Linked DNA regions of Hordeum vulgare: region 1 is linked to region 2. The links are chromatin contacts, called in public Hi-C maps. All regions are on one chromosome and are shown on one strand. Each heading gives the region's core, a stretch centred on a gene start, on an enhancer-like site or on the middle of the called end of the contact. The rest is flanking DNA. Distances are from core to core; before and after follow the strand shown. Region 1 has its middle 110 kb from the start of LOC123445882. Region 2 has its middle 21 kb from the start of LOC123445866.

Region 1 (6,072 bases), core at 2,100-4,599, 130 kb before region 2:
AACCTCATTGCATAAAGATGACTGGCACATGTCGGTTTATTCAACTTTAGTTGAATTGGTTTTGACCGAGGCGGTCCTTGGAGATGTTAAATAGCAATTTGCACAACTCCGTTGTGGTTTTTGCGTAAGTAAGATGCGATCATACTAGATACCCAAAGCAGCCACGTAAAACATGCGACAACAAATTAGAGGACGTCTAACTTGTTTTTGCACGGTATGATTGTGATATGATATGGCCAATGACGTGATGTGATATATTGGATGTATGAGATGATCATGTTGTAATAGTTAATATCCACTTGCTGTTGCCGAATCGTCGCCTTTTTATTTCCTTTTAGTCGGGCCCATGTGCAACATTGTGTGATGAGGCGATCGACGTAATTTCTAGCCGGTCACCCAGCAGGAATCATTTAGCTATCTTCTTTTAGGGGTTAGAGAAGGGAACTCCTACCTGCCGCTCGTTGTGGCAGGGGTTGCTCCCACGCACACGGGGGCAACTAGGCTAGTCCAACTTCTTTTTTGTCCAAAAAAGTTGAATAATTTCCTTTTTTCTGTTTCTTTTTCCCTTTTCTGCGTATTTCTTTTTTTCCCTTTTGGCTCACTTTTCCAATAATTTTTTGAAAACATGAATATTTTTTAAATTAGAGAAAAAATTTGAAATTGCAAACATTTTTTAACTCACAAACAGTTTTTCAATCTTGAGAACAAATTTTAAAACGAAGAACAATTTTCAAAAATCATGAACAAATTTGGGACCACAAACAATTTTTGAAAGCACGAAAATTTTAAAATATTGAGAACAAAATTTTGAAACAGAGAACAACTTTTGAAAACCACGAACAAATTTGAAAGCATGAACAATTATTTAAAAGCACGAACATTTTTTTAATCTTATATCAAAATTTGAAAATCAGAACAATTTTAGAAAAATACTGAACAAATTCATAAACGTGAACAATTTTTTGAAAATACGAACATTTTATGAATCTTGAGAACAGATTTTGCAAAAAAAGAACATTTTTTGAAAAACATTTTAAAAATTCAAGAACATTTATTGAATATACATAAATTTTTTGTAAAAATAAAATCCATTTTTCGAATTTGAAGAACATTTTTTGAAAATCCAGAACAGTTTTTGAAAAGCAGAAATATTTTGCGAATCTGAAGAACGTTTTTTGAAATCCAGAACATTTTCTGAAAATCCAGAATTTTTTTTGAAAATCAATAACATTTAAAAAAAGCAGAAACATTTTCTGATTTTTGAAAGCGCAAACAATATTTTAAAGCACGAACATTTTTTGAAGCTTGTGTTAAAATTTGTGAAATAGAAAACAATTTTGAAAAACCCTGAACAAATTTGAAAGAGCAAACAAGTTTTGAAAAAACAACCAGTTTTTTAAATTTTGAGAACAATTTTCAAAAATCTTGAAGAAATTTGGAAGCGCGAATTGTTTTTAAAGCACGAATAGTTTTTGAATTCTGAGAATAAACTTTTGAAAAGGAGAACAATTTTGTAAAACCCCTAATAAATTTGAAAGCACGGACATTTTTTGAATTTTGAGAAAAGTTTTGAAACCGAGAATAATTTTAAAAACCTGAACAAATTTGGAAGCGTGAACAATGTTTTATGGCCAGATCATATTTTGTATGTTTAGAATAAAATTTTGAAACGGGTTTAAAAAAAACAAATAGATTTGGAAGCGCAGACAATTTTTCGAAAATCCCGAATATTTATTGAATCTTGAGAACAGTTTTTTGTCGCACGAACAGTTTTTGAAGTTATAAATATTTTAAAAGAACGGGAACTATTTGAAATTTAGAACACTTTTCGTAAAAGCTAATACATTTTTCTAATTTGAAAAACAATTTTGGAAATACCAAACATTTTTCGTAAATCCAGAACGTTTTTCGAAAACTCAGAATATTTTCTTAAAAGTTAAATAACATTTTCCGAATTTGAAGCACAATTTATGGAATTTCTGAACATTTTTCAAAAGTGACGAACATTTTTCAAAAATACAGAACTTTTTTTGACAATCCAAAACATTTTATTTAAAAATAAAGAATATTTTAGAAAATTTAGAACATTTTCTAAAATAGTAATAAAAAGTAAAAGAAGAAAAGATATACTAGTAAAAAAAGAAAACGAAAACTAATTCAGTGGAGGGAACCTTCTATAAGTTTTCAAAACTGAAAAAAATCTGCGGCGATCTCTTCCCAAAACCGGAGCGATCTGCCAGGACTGGGCCAATCCATCTTTGTTAGACCATCGTTGCCCCCTATGTGAAGCTCTGACGATTCGCCACAACGAGCGGCGAATAAGGTTTTCCTCAGAGAAGACATAACCCTTTAAAAAAAAAACGGGGAACACATATATCTTGGCGCACTTATACGACGTATGTTAGGTCCAATAGTCATGTGCAGCCCGTGTCTGGACTACATGGCCACAGTAGTTGTCGAATATCCAAATATTACAGTTTCTATTCTGTACAAAAACTTAGAAACCAATATTATATCTTATTATTATCATATATAAAACTAACATGATAGCAAATAATATACAAATTTGATGTAAAAAAATATACACACATAGTCACAATCTGTTTCAATATATTTTTAAAAACTTTATGTATCTTATTATTACTTGATGATTAAATAAATTAGTTCTGCTGAAAAATATACACGTAACTCAAAAAGGACGATAACGTTTTTTTACACAGACCATCATTTTGAAATCGTTCACATAATGGGAAACAACTAATAAAAAATGAAAAGGCAGAGGTACAACCATAAAACCGCAAAACAAAAAGTAGTCATATGTTCTAGAAATGTTCATCATTTTTGTAAATGTACGTACATGTCAAAAAAAGTGTTCGTTATAATCATGTAATTATAACGTGGTTGTTTGTTTTTAAATATAATCATGTATTTCTTGAAATGCCTTATATATTAGCTAAATATATTACCAAAAAAGAGAAAAACTAAGATTATAACTAATAAAAATGAAGGAGGGAATGAAAAACCAAAATAATTAAGTAAAAAAAACTTGAATAATGAAAGATTGTATAAGTAAACATAAACTTAGAACAATAATAAATATAGAAACGTAAAGTAAGGGGAAAACAGAAGAGAGAAAGAAAAACAGAAAATCAAGAAGAAGAAAAATCACACAAAGAAAACGGTAAAAAAACCTCCGCATACTTCTTCCTCTAGACTGGTCCATGTCAGACTTGTGTGCCAATTTTTTGCTATACCTTGCTTCTAGTGCTTTGTAAATGGCCGGCCCAATTTCTTGCCGATCACATATACTTACAAAACAAAGAAACAGGGGAGCAACTAGGGAAGCTCCTATGCAGCACTGGACGCGTCCGTTAATGATCGGGCGCCGGCAGCTTCTCTGTCCTGGACGGCCCACTAGTTTGCTGCCCATTTTCTTGGATCTGTTTTTGTTTCTGTTGATCCCATTGAAAAACATCAATATTTTAAATTTATTATGAAAATAAAAATATATAATTTAAAAATATTTACAGATTTAAATAAAAAGGTTCATCCATTTGAAAAAAGTTCATATCTTTAAAATAGCTTCATCAATTTTGAAAAAAGTTCGTCAATTCAAATTTTTTTTATTAAATTTGAAAAAAACTACATCCAATTTGAAAAAAGTTCGTCAATTCGAAAAAAACTTCGTCAAACTTGAAAAGTGTTCATTAAATTTGAGAAAAGTTCATAGATATTCCAAAAAGGTGTATGAATTTTTTGAAAAAGTTCATTGAACTGAAAAAACAGTTCATGAATCGTTAAATAGTTTATCAATTTTGATAAGAAACCATCCGTTTTTCAAAAGGTGTTCATCAAATTTCGATATTCAAAAAAGTTTATAGAATTTTAATATTTTATAAACGGTTCATCGATTTTTAGAGAAAAGTTCACAATCTTTAAAAAACAATTGAAATTTAAAAAGTTCACTGATGTATAAATATGTTCACAGAATTTGAAAAGAAAAATCGTCAACCAACATCTAGATGGCCCGACCCATTTATGAACGGCACACGCGCGAGTTCACAAAAATGAACGTTAACTAGCGATGTGGCGCCGAATATGAAATGGCAGCAACTAGTTAACGAGCGCTTCTTCAGGAGCCTTCGAGCAAGCAATTCCAAGCGCCGTTATTTGGCGCGTTCTCAACCGTCGCTATGTGTCGTGTTTTGAGTGTTTTTTTCGGATTTCGTTTTTTATTTTTCCACACGTGTTTTCGGCATTTTAGATTGATTTTTCCCCTTTTTTTGTGTTTCGGTTTTACACCGCTCTTTCTTAACTTCCTAACAAAAAGTTAAATAAAAATTTGCGCGGAGAAACACGCTTTTTTTGAGGAGAGACACGGTTTTGTTTTCGCGAGAGGTATGGCCGTAAAAACAAAATAATGCATTCTTTTTACTAGAGGCATGGTTTTGCTCTCGCGGGGGGTACGATTTTTTCTATCGCTAGAGCCACGGTTTTTTCATCCGGTTTTTTAGTGAGAAAATTCATCAAAACCTATCAACATGGGACCTAGTTTTGAAGATCTCGATGCGAAATACCCAATGATGAAAATGGTTCTACGGTTTAGGAGAAAAATTGTTTTAAAAATACGGATCTACGAAAAAACGAAAACTTCAAGGTTGGGACAATTGATACGCATGCAGTGCACCACTTGTCGCAAACTAGAAAGATGGAAGTGATCTTTGAAAGACGAACTCCTCAATTAGTGATTTCGAAGAATCATGGACACAAATTGTTGTCACGGTTCAGACTATGCACGTAACATTAGGTGACGGGGTAGTGGCCCGTGGGTATACAAAAGTGGAGGAAGCCCTACTCCAAGACATTTGGGTCCGATTGCCCCCCTCAGCCGACTGGCGGCAGACGGCTCGTCTGGACATCGTTCTGTCGGCCAGCCGGCCCGTTCGTCTGGCCCCAACGGCAGCCGGCGGGTCAGCGCCCGTCCCATCAAGCCGTACCGACGTACGACGACAAGACCAGACTCCCGATGCAGAGGTGCCCGTGAGTACAGTACCCATTAATAGGCCCGGCGTGGCCACAGGCGTGATGATGCGAGGGGCAGCAAGGCTACAGGGCCACCGGTCACCCCCGAGGCTGACCGGGCAAGATGGCCGCGTAGCCATGCGTGCGCCTACCTACTCTGTGACGACCGACGTGCTAGCCGCTATGGCGTTCGGCCGGTGGGACCACCGTCGGACAAGACCCGACAATCGGCGGGTCCCACAACCACCTGGAGAGGCCAGGAGCCGGGCCCCTCCCCCATCTTTTTCCCTTTACTATTTGACCCTAGTTGAACTATAAAGACAAACGCCAGCCCCTCGAGGGAGGGTCCGACAAATACTCCAACACGAACACCCCTGACTTAACACACGAGAGAGGTAGCGAGGTCGGCGGCGAGAGCTCCGCCCCCTTCCTCACGAACAGCTCGAGGAGCATCACTGTACCGTTATCACCTATAGTCACATCGGCAGGACTAGGGGTTTACCGCACTGGAGGGTCCTGAACCTGGATACATCGCCTTCATGTGTCTCACGCCTACACCCGTTCTCAGACGCCTCCAGCACCCGTAGGCTCCAAACCACGACCTAAGCCACCTCGTGGCATCTGCCAGAGAAATACCACGACATTAGGCCTTTATCTTTTCTTTAAAACAATATTACTATATTTATGGTAAAAGTAATAGTTAAATATTCATGAAAAGTTTCAAAACCAAATTGCGCACATGTTAAAAAAATCTTCATACATTTTAGAAAAAGATCAATGTATATTAAAAAAAATGCTCACACCATATATTAAAATTACTCACCACGTAGTTAGCAAATGTTCAGCGTGTATTGAATAATTGTTCACCTTGTATTTAAAAAATATTGAACGTGTATTGAAAAATATATCCAGCATGTATCAAAAAAATGTTTACTGTGAGTTTAAAAAAATGTGCTATGTTTATGCAAAAGGGTTTAATGTATATTCAAAAAATATTTAGCACACACATGAAAATATTTAATATATATTCTAAAAATATTCTATGTGTAT
Region 2 (5,592 bases), core at 1,041-3,540:
CTTTATTCTTTTTTTTTGGAAAATACTCCTTTCTTTAAATATAAGTCTTTTTAGATGTTTCACTAAGATACTATATATATGGATGTATATACACATATTTTAAAATGTAAATTTATTTATTTTGCTTTGTATGTAGTCCTTTAATGAAATATTTAAAAAGACTTACATCTAGGAACGGATGGAGTACTTATATGGCATGACTGTCCGCTAAGAGCAACTCCAATGGGCTGACCCAAATGGACAGTGATTTTGTCCGCTTTTTGTCCGTTTGGGTCGGCCCAGCAGACACCAACGTCCGCTTCGGTGTTTGGGTCGGCGCATGCGCCCAATGCTGGTCCGACCTATTTTTTACCGGCGCGTAAAAAAATCATTTTCAAAAATAATAAACAAACTTTAAACATTAAAAGCCGTCCACGAAGGCCGTCGAGAGTCCACGCGTCCCCATTACATTATAATTGGAAAAATAACCATAGGCGTCCTTGTCGTCGGCAGTGAGGTCGGGCTGCACGGGTGTGGGGGCGGGCTCTGCCGGCGTGGGCAGTGGTAGTGGCGGCGGTGGCGCAACACGAGCGCGCTCATGCGCCAGGCGAATCGCCCTCTTAAAATGGAGGTAGGCGACCTCCTCCGATAGCAGCGCGCGGGCATAGACGACGGGGGTGTTGCCATTGTTTTGGGCGAAGCAGGGTGCAGCACGGGCGCGCGCCTTCGCGAGGGCCCTCTTAGCATGGAGGTAGGCGACCTCCTCGAGAAGCAGCGCACGGGCATAGACGACGGGGGTGTTTCCGTTGTTGGCCATGGCTGCTCGCTAGGGTTGACGACGAGGAAACACACGGGTGGAGAGATGGGGACGGGGGTCTGGAAGCACATGAGGTCGAACCCCCTCCACACGCTTGGATTTAAAAAGGCCGACCGAGGACGCTGACGCATCGGTCCGAGGAGGGCGGACGTCATAAATTATGTTGACCGTGGTGGTTGGGACAGACATCGAGAGGGCGCGCGCGTCCGCACCAACGCATTTCAATCCTAAATTTGGACCGGAAATGGATCGGTACGGACGTGAAGCGGATGCATTTTAAAAATGGGTCGACGTGTTGGACCATTACTTTTGTCCTCGCAACTTTAAACGAACGACGACGGACGAAGTGGATCGCCCCGTTAAAATTGTTCTAACGAGACCACGCAAGTTGATGAGCACGAGGAGATATTTAGCGACCCGCAACCAACAGACGTATACCTTTAACTTCACCAACACATGAGCAGCAATTTCAGCAATACTCTTTCTAGTAGTAGTAGCTTATTTCGTTCACGGCTGAACATACTCCTTTGTTTCCCGTCCACAGCTAATGGTGTTGTAGATGTTCGTATTTTTATAATAGATTTGATCAAATTTAAACATGTTTGACTTAGCACGAACCCAGAACGGAGGAAGTACTAGTTCGGAACCCAGAATCTTGATCATGTTTGAGATGAAGGAAAAACGTAGAATGAAAGTAAGTCAGTTCTGTTAGGGAAAACGTTGTCAAGGGCAGGAAACAAGAAAAAGTCACTTTGTAACTGGCAGTGGATGCTTTGCAAATCTCTGAGCAGACAGCCAGCTAGCTAGTCAGTGTTGCCACAATCAGGCTATTTTTTTCGCCTGTGTGTTCCCCACCGGGTGTGGTTGCATGTGCCCATTACTGAGCGTTCCGTCTTCACTCATGTGCAGCTCCCCCAGTTTCCACCGGCGCGCAGAATAATTGGATGGTCCCTCCCTCTCACATTTTCCGTTGCAAAAATGCAGGTACTAGCACCACTGAACACGTGACGCATCCATGTCGTACCTTTTGCAAGGCACTGCCAAACCCGTTTGTACGACAGACAAAATACCGTCCGAGTTACACCACCGCATAAATAAAAGCATATACGTAGTACATAGACGTGTTGAAAACGGTTGCAATTGTTTGTTTCAAAAAAAGAAAAAAGCGGTTGCAATTGTAGTAGCTGGCAGAGCGGCCCGTCCCCAACGGTGATGGGCAGCTGCCTGCTACTGACTGGAACGGCCTTTGAGGCAGCGCCGGAGTCAGTGGCGGCGGCACGTAAACTGGAGGAGTAACGCAGGCTGTGGCTGTGGCGTCTCTCAGTTCCATGACGTCGCCTCAGCGATCAGTTGTTGCTGGGTTCCCATCTGACCGGACTGAGAGAATCCACGGCTCTCGGCAGCTGGTGTTTTTGACCGGTCTATGGCCCGCAGCACGCAGCTCCGCATACACTGAACGAAACTGATGCATGCACGAGGGGTATCGCGGAGTATTCTGATGGGTGGTGGGGGTTAAACTACTCGCGGCCCCCTGCCAGGAAACTGCACCAGCCCTGCCCGGTTTACACTTACACACACCAATAATTCCGTCCGGCCAGTTGCCTACGGGGTGGTCGGTCTTGCAGCGCATTTCTTTACTGCCTGCGCACCGAAGTGAGCATGTCAAGTGTCAATTGCGCCGAATAAAAATTGAAAACGGAGCTTTCGCCCGCTCCGAGTGCGGGGTTAGCTCGACCTACTTTTATTATTATCAGGGCTGATGTAGTCTCTTTCTACCGAATCTAGCAAGGGATACCCGTCTCTCCCTTCATTTTGGAGAAAATCAAGGGGAAGAGAACTAGAGAAGTGAGTGGTCACCCTTTTATATGCAAAAGCTTTTTTTTTTTCGTCGTTTTATATGCAAAAGCTGAACTAGACCGGGGAAAAGATCTGTGATTGTGCGCTAAAAGCATTGCCGGTACTACGTACCAGCATTAGCACCCGTGGAATAAGCTAATAGTACTAGTTGTAGTTGTAGTATAGTACCCGCATAAATAAACATGTTTTCCGAATTTCATAATAGAACCGACTGATTAAGTGCTCCGAGCAATGGAGCGCCGTGCTTAGACGTGTTAGCGCACGTGTCCGGTTAGTGACAGGACGTGTTCTTTATTTGTCCGTTCGTGCAGCCGCATTCTTTTTTTTTCTCATATGTTCGGTCACTTACACGTGATTGATAAAGAAGAAGATAGAGGAAGAAAAGAATGAATAAATAAAAGAAAAAAGTGATCCACGGTGAGGACACGTCCTATGTGACAGACTGACCGGACACATCCGAAGCGCTCGTATCCTCTTCATATTTGAAATGGATATGAGGGTTTACGAACAGTCCAGACATATAAGAACGATATGAAGGGTCCGGTTGAGTCACTTTTCATGTTCTTTCTCCTGTTTGATCACTGACCGGACGCGTCCGCCGTATGAAGGGTCATTTAAGGGTCCGGCTATAGATGCTCTTAGCTACGATTGTGTACTACTATTAATTACCTGTTGTGAGTGGTGCACGCTGACACGGAGTTTTAATACACTTGTCTCAGCGTTTAATTGATTGGATGGATGGTTAGAAGGACAATGACATCCACAAGCCATCAAGACTCAGATACATCTATTTTCACGCTTTGATGTCCCATGAAAGCGGAGACCGTGTTTTCCTCAACAACGAGACTTCTCTGATGATTTACGTCAATCTCTCTCGAGAAGATGCTCATAGAGTAGGGTGTGTTAGAGCATTTACAGACGGACTTACAAATTCGATCCTTCAAATGTCCACGAACGCGTTCGTGCGCGTCTGTAGACAATGACTGGTCAAACCTCATATAATCCCTTCTAAAACCGAATACCGCATATGAGAAACGTCAAATCTATAAGATTAGATCCAACGTAAAACAATATTTAAGTAGAGTTCGCCCGCCTCCGCCGTGCCGATATTCGGTGGGCATCCGCACTCCCGAGTGTTGGTCCAGTCACGGTGAGCTACAGTAGGACATGAGACACTAGCCGGCTCACGGGAGTCGAGCTCCCGCCGTAGCTCATGCCTTACTCTTCCTCGTCAGATCCCGCAACTAGGACTGTGCCGGTTGACATGAGATCGATGATCAGTCCCTCATTGGAGGAGCCGACATCCACCACCACGCGGTTATGACGCCCACACTAGTTGATCATACGGAGCGTCGGAGAATGCAACCCCGCCTAACTAACGTCCAATGCCACAAGGGATACCGTCGCCTCGCATGGCGGGCATGCCACCCCATGTTTGCGTCTGAGGACGCCCATTGTGCGTACTCCAGCTCGCACGTCAGCGGAGGGGTTGCTGATGATTATAGTTTATGTGACAATTTTATTAAGCATTTTGTTCCTACAGTATAGCTAGGCTTGTCTGTGTGCATCTCTTTTCGTTGATCCTTCAAATAATGCCTTTTGTACAAATTTCCATAATATGGAGAACATCCCCATAAATGATAGTGAAATCACGCACTTAAAGTGATAATCACCTACCATAAAAGAATCAAGCAAGGAGCCAAAGCAGGGGAAGTCGTAGAGGCTCCAGAGTAGAAGACGACGTTCCATACAACCGCGGCTTCTTATGCGAGCGGTCATATGGAGTGCCGCTGCCACCGCTTGGTCGACAAATTCGGCCCCGTGAAATCGTATCGGGGTTCACACACCCACAGACACCAGAAACTTGTCCAGACTGCATAACCCTAGCCTCCGGAGTTCATCCAGAGGAGGGATTCGTAGGGCGAAGAGGGCCATCTTCCTCACCGCGTGCACGAGAGTCTGTACTTGTATTCAAAAAGAAAGACGAAGATTGATCTTGTTTATGATAGCATTAAATCCTTTCTTAGAGCTTAACCATGTGCACTTGCAGGCTATCAATTGCGCGTTCGTCACCGTGTTCATGCCAGACGGACCGCATCGTCTTTGATGAAGCAACGACGACACCCTACTGGTGGATCCATGCACCGGTTGTGCGCAAGCAATGGATTTCTGGCGGAAGGAGTCCGAGCGATACCGTCGGACCGCGTCCTCCCGGGAGCGATGAAGCGCAAGCCGCATGGTCGTCTCCTTCTCGGGGTTGCATACGAGGGGTGTCGGATAGCACAGACATTTAAGGTTGGTTTGAGGCGGGTTGCCTTTTTGTGACCGGTTGTTGAGTGGATCGTCCGCCCGGACGTTTGATGCGGGTTTAAGAGCGTTCGGGTGTATCACTTAGAGGGTGTTTGTTTTCAGTGACTTATTGGTTTAGTGACTTAAAAAAGTCCCTATAAGTCCCACCTAAACCAAACACAAGGGACTTACTGGGACTTATTGTGGTGATTTGGGACTTATCAAATAAGACTCTCACGGAGGAGCTTATTGGGACTTATCCCGGGCCGGACCTACCCCGTGTCGCTCCAGGCTCGGTCCAAGCACGCCGCCCCGCCTCTCGCCCCGTCGCCGCCCCGCCTCTCGCCCCGTCGGTTCGGTTCGCTGCCCCGTCCCGTTCGTTCCGTTGCCCCGTCGTCGCCCCGTCCCGTTCGTTAAAACAAGGGTTAGGTGCAACATGAACTTATAAGTCCGTGTAAACAAAAAGGTAAGGACTCGGGACTTATAAGTCCCTGTAAACAAACAGATAGAGACTTATGACTTCTAAGTTAAGACTTAAAAAAGTCCTAGGACTTATGAAACAAACAATGCCTTATCACTAATGTTTTAGGATGTGTACCTAGGCATCATGCGTTTGTGTTTGTAATAACAAGGACAGTCCGTGTGTTGAT

The links. Hi-C and Micro-C count contacts between places; a contact is called where the count stands out from the background.
Region 1: a contact with region 2 is called in a Hi-C map of seedling, with 3 times the contacts expected there. The contact joins two enhancer-like sites. A contact is called at or near these places in 3 of 6 Hi-C or Micro-C datasets (leaf and seedling).

The regions. Positions count from the first base shown.
Region 1 is chr1H:467,588,413-467,594,484 of MorexV3_pseudomolecules_assembly, reverse strand. No RefSeq gene overlaps it. Among protein-coding and RNA genes, the nearest start is that of LOC123445882, 110 kb to the left of the region's middle. Within about 2 kb of position 3,349, at least 3 of the 3 cell types and tissues checked have open chromatin away from gene starts, as enhancers often do. A contact at or near this core is called in leaf and seedling, where this site is marked.
Region 2 is chr1H:467,459,434-467,465,025 of MorexV3_pseudomolecules_assembly, reverse strand. No RefSeq gene overlaps it. Among protein-coding and RNA genes, the nearest start is that of LOC123445866, 21 kb to the right of the region's middle. Within about 2 kb of position 2,290, at least 3 of the 3 cell types and tissues checked have open chromatin away from gene starts, as enhancers often do. A contact at or near this core is called in leaf and seedling, where this site is marked.